2 separate regions of the Gossypium hirsutum genome follow, and region 2 is linked to region 1. The links are chromatin contacts, called in public Hi-C maps. All regions are on one chromosome and are shown on one strand. The core of a region is the stretch at or near the end of the contact, and the rest is flanking DNA. Distances in the headings are between cores, read along the strand shown.

Region 1 (4,488 bases), core at 1,340-3,839:
GAAGGGAGTTCCTACAACAATGAATTGTGATAAAATAACATATTTCCATTAAAAAAGTGAAGAATGGTTAGAACAATTAAAGTTATTCTTTTAACAGCTTGATACTAACTGTTGGTATGACAGATTATAGAATGGTTTAACAACTCAAGTGAAATGAAATTTCTAAATACTATTCACAGTTGAAAGTGAGAATGAAGTTCCTTCTGACCCAATAAGTTAAAAGATCCATCCATGCAACTCATTTTAACTTTTAAAGATTAAATAGAATATGATCTGTCACACATAAACTGGATAAATACAAGAGAAGAACATTTCATAGGCCTAAAAGGTTTGCTTACCTGTGGCAGGGGAAGAACTGCTAGAACATCAATTAAAAAGTATGACCGTAGATACCTCTTTGCTATTGCCTGTGAATCTTCAACTAAAACACCTCTTCCAAATACACGAGAAGAAGGTGCAATGAATCCAGTACGAAACTGAAAAATAATATGGATTATATAGAAGATATCAGTGAATGAACGCAGCACACAAGCAGTGGTCTCCATCTTTTCATCCAAGGCAAGGCACTTCTTGTCATCATTAACCACTGGAACGTAAAAGAACAGTGGATCAATTGAGACTGCTATTATACATGATAATACAAATATCTTGTTCCAGCGTTGAAGGAATGGCCCCTGTGGATCAAGAACTTTCTTACTAGAACCAAAGCCTTTAGCAACAACATGGTTGAATGAACTAGATTTAAATGACTTTCTAATCGCTTTAATCCTCTCAGAACCAGATTCAACCCCTCTTTGAAACTTTTCTGAAAATGAATTTATTGCAAATGTAAATTTCCCTGAATTTATCCCATTATTATTAGTATAATGTACTTCGCAGGTTTTCTCTGAATTCCAGTCCTGGAACCTGGAAGACAATTCAATTGAAGAAAATCAGTCTATTATTTCATATAAATTAAAATAAAATAGGGTGAACCTTAATAATAGAAAAACCAAACACCAAGAATAATCGCACATATATAACATTTTCAGGCACAGTATAATAACTGTCTGTGATAAATGGAGAATTAACAGGCATGGTGGCAGTAGATGAAGAGCAAGCTCATTCAAAACGAAGTGGTGTCAGTAACAGAAGCTAAAGGTGACGAGTATTAGTGATAGCGTCATCGCATAAAGCAAAAGGATGAAGAATGACAGCTGATGATTTTGCTTGCAAAATTGAATATCTAATATTATTTTAATGGTATTCTGAATTTCTTTTTTTTTTTAAAAGGTACATTTAAGACTTAGAATCAAGCCCAGCATCCACTAAAGAAAAAGTAATCATCTTTTGCAGCAGAAAATCAATGGATGAAATGAAATGCTAGTGTACTGACCTCACAACCTTCTCTGGTGGATAATTCATAATTATAATTTTTTAAATGATCTCATCTCTAGAAGAAGTATCAGCTCTGGAACACAGAAATTTAAGGAAATTGTTCGTGTACAGCAAAAATCTGATTGCCGGACCCTAAAAGGAGAAGAAAATACATGAAACCAAATGTTAGACCATTCCAATCACAATTGCAGACCAGGGACAGCTGGAAACAAACACAGAAGCAAAAATAGATAGTATTGCACAAACATTAGACAGTGAAACGACATATATTAAAGACAACTGGAAACAGTCATCAAATTAGTTACATCTAATCAGAAAGAAAGCTGAAACAATAACTTAGTTAACAACTCTCCCTCAACATGAACAATGATCAAAGCATAACTTCGATTAAATCGTTTCATAACAATAATAATTACTAGGGGGACACAATGAAAAAAGTATAAAAAGTAACATGGCGCGTTTCATGGAGTTGCAGATAAGCCACTACCTCCAACAACTTGCCAAAAATATCTGAAAGGCATGACGTACTTGACAGTAATATTTTCGCCAAAAAGAAAAAGCAAAATGGAAGAAGTGAATTAGAAATAATTACAAAACAAACAAAGCCAAATTTTAGAAAACAATTTATAAATGATTCACAACATGCATACATACATACATACATCCATCCAAGCAAGCAATTCCTTCAGCTTCAGTTTCAGTTTCTTCAAAGTCAAAGTTTTTAAATTCGAAAAGTAGAGCCCTAAAGTGTCGGGAAAATTTTAAATTCGAAACATTCTTCTAGAAATTGAAGAACAAAATATAGAGAAAATAAAAATTTATGAATATTAAACAACGAAATAGCAAACAAACAAGTAAAAGAAGATTGGAAGGAAGGAAGAAGGAACATACTAACAAATCTCAGTGGTGTAAACAAACAGGGTGGGGATGAATGATTATTGCATTTAAAATTTCCTCTCTGTTTTCCTTCTGGAGCAAGAGATGGAGAAAGGGGAAGAAATTTCCGGGAAACGTCTAGGGTAGGGCCACCTCAATGGTTTTTTAAATGGAAAATAGAAAATAAATTAGAGACAAAGAGGGCGATGTTAGGGAAGTAATAAAGTCTTGGGTCTTGGGTCTTGGGTCCCACTGGAGAAAAGCTCTCTACCTTTGTTTTTTTCTTCATGGGAAAGCTCAATAATACCATAGCGGGTAAAAGGAAGTCCTTCGTTCCTGTCCAGTTTCTTCTGCTGCATGGTTGACTTCGATTAATTTTGCGAAATTGGTGATGTGGCGGAACATGATTAGTGAGATGTCTAAACAATAGTCAACTTGGTTGGCAGAGCCAAAGAGAGTCTTGTCGTTGACCCTGAATCCCACACTAATCAAGAACGACTACTGCCTCCAATGCCTTTGGCTGTGTTCGTCACTTTCGATTTCATGAACTTTTTTTTACTTGTAGCTGTTATTTGCATCCAATGCCCCACCTCAAGACTCTTAGCAAATTGGGAAGTCGCCCGCAAGTTTCTTTTTCGAAATGATCATCTAGACAAACACAACTCATTTGTCATCTGGGTTCTTAATCTTTCATCGGGCATGTGTTAATAGTGTTTGAATGGGTTCACGTGGGTGAGAATGGAGTTTTGGGTGATGGCAAAGTTGTTTCACTCTAGGTGGTTAGTTGTGTCGGTACAAGTAAGTCAATAAAAAAATTATGTAGTATTTGTGAGTTGTATTGTTACATGTCTAAGATTGTATCGAGACAACTAGACCAGAATGGATTCTCTCTCTTAGTTTAAGCTGTTTCGATCTTTGAAGATTCGTACTCAATCTCAAATACTCCTGAACTCCTAGAAATCGTTTTAAAATGTTTTTAAATTATTTTAAAAGTCTTAATTATGAATTTTATTGATTTGAAAATTGTTTTAAACACGAGTTTTTTTGTTAATTCAGGAGAACGTGAGTTTGAGTGCGTTGAAACGCGTTATCTTCTTATTTATGAGTTGGAAAGAGACTATAAAAATTATTTATGAGTTGCTAAGATTGTTCAAAAAAATAAAAATAAAAAATAGAAAGGAAAAATGTATTTCAAAAGGTTATATGATATCGTGCAATATATGTATAATCACCTTTGTACTTGTTATTGTTGTTGGGTTGTTAGTTAAACCAATAAATTTAGCTTTTTTACATAAATAATATAAAAAATTTAATTAATTACGAAAAAAATTATGAAAAAATTAATTACAAAAATGAATTGTTTTTAACCTTATCCATTAGTGCCACCTAACAGACCATGACACCACCCTCTTTTTCCCCTTAATCATCTCTCAATCATCAAATTTTTTAAAAATAATTTCGATGCCGCCACTGTGCAAGGCAATACTTGTATTTATTTTTCGAAATACCCATATTTTTTCTTCATAAATACTCTTTTTTTTTTCATTGGCATTTTAAAAAATAATTAAGGGTGTCATCTGACACAGTGATAGTACAAAAGAATTTTATTTTTTAAAATTTAATGATTAGATGATGATTAAAGAGAAAAATAGAGTTATGTGCGTCAGACAACACCAATCAATACTATTAAAGACCGTATATTTTCGTAATTAATTTTTTCATATTCTTTATGCAAAAAATCCAACAAATTGTATTGGCAGTATTAGAAATTTAGGAAGGAAATGACGTGGTAGCCAATAGAACAAAATTAAATCATTATTTGCAAACTGGACATGGACTTGCCTAGAGAAACTACTAGCCACTGCCAGATTGCCATCTCTCTCTGGTCACAAGTCACAACTCCAAACAATAGAAATTGCCAGCCCTTTCTCTCCTGCCTTGTGTCTCTAACAAAATCCGATTGTTGCTGCCTATTGCCCTCGATCCTCCACGTGTTCCAAAGTTTTTTCCTTTAAAAGAAAAATTTTGATCGAAAATTTTGCCTCTTTTAGTTTCCTTGGTTGCATCTTTCATCTGCTCAAGAAAATTTTGGAAAATGTAAGATCTGGATTCCTCTCTATTTTTTCTTTTCTTTAAGCGTTGTAAGAGGGAGGAATTATTGTGTTACACTTTAATTATATGCATAAGTTAAAGACTTGTAATTCATAGCCAGCAGGAGTTGGACTGAGAGCAGTA
Region 2 (4,195 bases), core at 1,208-3,707, 49 kb after region 1:
CCATATTTAATTAAACACTAATTGATATTAAAATATAATGAATTAACTAACGTAAGTATATCTATCAATTAATAGTATAATTACGGTGAGTACAGATATTGTTCTCTCAAGGACTATAATTACTAGTATTTATCTTCTTTCTATTATTTAACTTAATAATTCAAAATATTAATTAAAATTAAAATTAACTACGAATGCTCAAAGAAATAATCATGAAAATAATTAAATATCAACGGATTGACTAGACAATACCATGTAAGAGTCCGCCTAGAATTCATCTAAAATTCTCAATCCAATTTATGCAACTTATTTCCTTACTTTCTTTGATCCGCAGAAATTCTTAATCTATGTTAATATCTCTTTCGAGCATAAAAGAAACTAATTTTAGGTTGATTAATTGAAAATTTTTTCTAATTAAAACTTCTATTATCAATTAATTCGTTTTATGGATCCCCTATTAGATTTGATTCTAATCCAATAAATTTATATCATTCTATTTCTAGGATTAATGCATGAAACACCATTCGATTACGCATAATTTAATCACAAACAGGGTCTATTTAATCTCAAACTTATGCATATCAAACATGAATTAAAACCCTAGAAATAATAACCCAAGAACAATTCAAAGTTCATAGTCGAAAACAAAGAAACTAGGATTTTATTGTATAAAACTGTAAATCAAATAATAAAATTCATCCTAGAATTTATCTCCTTAATTATTTAAAAAATTAGTTCATACTCACAAAAAGAAATACAAAATACAGTATAACCAATAAAATAAAAAAATCCATGATAATTTCTTCAAAAATCAATTGGAACCTTTTAGAGATTTTGGATTTGCATTTGATTATCAATTTCCCGACATATAAGCAAATGTGTAAAAACAAATATTCTTTGATGGTTTGTTTTAGCATCGCACAAGCGTGCTAGCAATTGGTGTTTCGATCAGAAACTTTTTCTACACTCACTTTAGAAGGTACGCTATAAATACTAAGTAGTCTGTTTGGAGATCACTCATGAATGGTCGTTCTAGATGATTCATTCTTCTAACAATCCATTTGCATATGCTTGTGTGTGTACAGGCACACATGCCTTTATAAGTTTACCTAAACTTTGTGCCAACCCTAAGATCCATATGCTAATATGCTCCAATAAATTCTTTACTTGTGCCTAACAGTTGATTTAAGTAAAAAGTTACTGATAATGTCTCTTTGAACTTCAATGTGAGTGAAGGTCATTTTCATTCTCTTGCAGGTGCTGGTTTCAGTATCTAAAACTGGTTCCATCATCTTATACCTCAGGGATGTTGAGAAGCTTACCCTCCAATCTCAGCACTTATATAATCTGTTTCAAAAAATGTTAAACAAACTTTCGGGTCCAGTATTGATACTTGGTTCCAGGATGCTGGACCCTGGAGATGATTACAAGGAGATGGATGAGAAGCTATTGGTGTTATTTCCATAAATAAAGCCACCTGAAGATGAAACCCGTCTGGATAGATGGAAAGCAAAACTGGAAGAGGACATAAAGATGCTCCAAATTCAAGAAACAGAAACCACATGGCCGAGGTACTTGCAGCAAATGACCTTGAATGCGATGATATGGGATCAATCTGTCAAGCAGACACTATGGTCATAAGTAATTATATTGAAGAAATTGTGGTATCCGCAATATCTTACCATTTGATGAACAATAAGGATCCTGAATACCGAAATGGCAAGCTTGTTATATCATCCAAAAGGTAGACATGATTATTACTAACTATTGATACAAGCTTCTTTCACAGCATATTTTTCGAAAATCTCTAAATAGAGCTCACCATTTGGTGTTCTGGTTCTGGAGCAGCTTGTGCCATGGACCGAATAATTTCCAGGAAGGAAAAAGTTGTGGGAAAGATACCTTAAAATTAGGGACTAATGCTGAATCTGCCAAGGTTTTGCTCTAATGCTAGTTACAAGCACTGATGATCTGTGCCACTTATATTGATGGATTAACAATTTACCCTTTTTTGTTAACCTCAGGATGAAGAGGCTGTAGGCGCAACAACTGAATCAAAATCTGAAACCACTGCCCCTGAAAGCAAAAGTGAGAATGAGAAATCCAATCCGTGTGGGAAGAAGGATGGTGGGAACCCGCCAGCACCAAAAGCACCTGTAAGTTGTATGAAATTTTATGCATCTTACACACTTCAAGGATATAAACTACTATTTCATGTCCATTACTTTTCTCTGGATCTTTTTCCTTGTTTGCTTTCAGTTTTTTCTTACTACTGATATAACGTCCTTGCAGGAAGTTCCTCCTGATAATGAGTTTGAGAAAAGAATTAGGCCAGAGGTCATCCCTGCAAGTGAGATTTGCGTGACATTTGCAGATATCGGTGCTTTGGATGAGACCAAAGAATCACTTCAAGAGATGGACATGCTCCCTCTACGAAGGCCCGATCTCTTCAAAGGGGGACTTCTCAAGCCTTGTAGAGGTATATTACTCTTTGGGCCTCCTGGTACAGGGAAAACAATGCTAGCGAAGGCCATTGCAAATGAAGCTGGATCTAGTTTCATTAATGTCTCAATGTCCTCAGAAATATATGGGTATCAAAATCTGAAATTTAAGGCACCAAAAGTGGGATTGAGATTTGGCATAAGATAATTGCAATTTTGATCTCTGAACCTCAACTATAAATAGGCCTAATCATTTTTCTTCTTCGTCATCCTAAATTTGCCATTTTCTATTTAAGGCATTGTTTTCTCTCTCTCTTTGTAAATTCTCACTTATATTTTGGAGTGAAATATATTTGGTCTGAATCTCGTTAAATTATTGTGTTCTTTATTATATTATTCTGCATGAATTGTGAGTGTGATTGTAGTGATTTATTGTGCTATTAAATTACGATTGAGGGATATTCTGACTAATAAAGACCTGGTACTTAAGCGATCCTTGTGATCCAATCTTTTTTTTTTTGAGAATTGAACTTAGTGTGATTTTTTAGTACAATAATTTTATTCTTTTACACGCTTCCGCACAACATGCACCTACAATAATTTCAATAATTTTTATGGATGAGGTTGATAGCATGTTGGGACAGAGGACTAGGGTTGGAGAGCACGACGCTATGCGGAAAATTAAGAATGAGTTCATGGCACATTGGGATGGTCTATTGACCAAAGCTGGTGAGCGAATTCTTGTCCTTGCTGCAACCAACAGGCCATTCGACCTTGATGAAGCAATAATTAGGCGTTTTGAGCGTAGGTATATTTCCATAATCATCTCACTGTTGATATTATCCTTCTAATCTTCTGTCTAACTATGTGATTGGTTATAATTTTTTGCATTTGCCATCTACTAGCAGTGAGCTGCATCTTTACCCAAAGAATATTTACCTCATCTGCTTGGTTCCTCCTTGTCCTTCAACATTTTTACTTTCAGCATCTCTTTTTGAAGCACATAGTTTACCTTATCTTGACCTTTCTATCAACATTATTTGATCCCCTAAAGCATTCACTGATTAGCCTTTGAGTTCATAGTCATAGCTTTAAGTATATCTTTCATTCAATCATTCTTATTACTTTATTCTTTGAATTGACATTTATGTTTCTGTAACATTTTATAGGGCGTATTCTTGAGCTTCTGCATTTATTTCTTATCAAGGATTTCATGACACTTGATTGTCCAAGGAAGTCCAAATTTCAGTTATGCAAGCAATTCATGGAACGGTTTCTTGACAAGTCAATATGACTGAGCATCTTATCTTTTTTGTTTTGACCAGAATTATGGTTGGCCTTCCGTCTGTTGAGAGCAGGGAAAATATATTAAGAACTGGCAAAAGAAAAACTTGAAAATCTGGACTTCAAGGAGCTTACAGCCATGACAGAAGGATATAGTGGAAGTGACCTCAAGGTTTTTAACTCATAACATTCACCATTAATTTGTATTTAACTACATTCAACTGATGGCTTTAACTACTTGGAACAGAACTTGTGCGTGACAGCAGCTTATCGACCTGTTAGGGAGTTGATTCAGCAGGAGAGGTTGAAGGATATGGTGACTACTAATCTTTTTTTCTTTTCTAAAGCATTGCCAATCTGATGCCTTTATCTTCCTGTACTAGTAGGTGTGGAAAATGTACCTTATCGATTTCTGTTTTCAATAACTTTCATTAGGAAACGAGGAGGAGAGAAGAATCTGGCCAGAGTTC

What was found. A called contact is a pair of places that touch in the nucleus more often than the background predicts.
Region 2: a Hi-C map of leaf shows a contact between it and region 1, with 2.0 times the contacts expected there. The contact joins the enhancer-like site here to the promoter of LOC107937618 in region 1. A contact is called at or near these places in 11 of 34 Hi-C or Micro-C datasets (callus, leaf, petal and 1 more).

The regions. Positions count from the first base shown.
Region 1 is chrD04:667,193-671,680 of Gossypium_hirsutum_v2.1, forward strand. It overlaps LOC107937618 (cyclic nucleotide-gated ion channel 1), which reads right to left and starts at 2,590. Exons shown (of 8, transcript XM_016870530.2): 1 at 2,269-2,590; 2 at 1,376-1,509; 3 at 339-906. The coding sequence starts at 1,404. It also overlaps the pseudogene LOC107937617.
Region 2 is chrD04:715,889-720,083 of Gossypium_hirsutum_v2.1, forward strand. It overlaps the pseudogene LOC121203239 and the pseudogene LOC107937610. Among protein-coding and RNA genes, the nearest start is that of LOC107937606, 12 kb to the right of the region's middle. Within about 2 kb of position 2,458, at least 5 of the 9 cell types and tissues checked have an H3K27ac peak or open chromatin away from gene starts, as enhancers often do. A contact at or near this core is called in leaf, where this site is marked.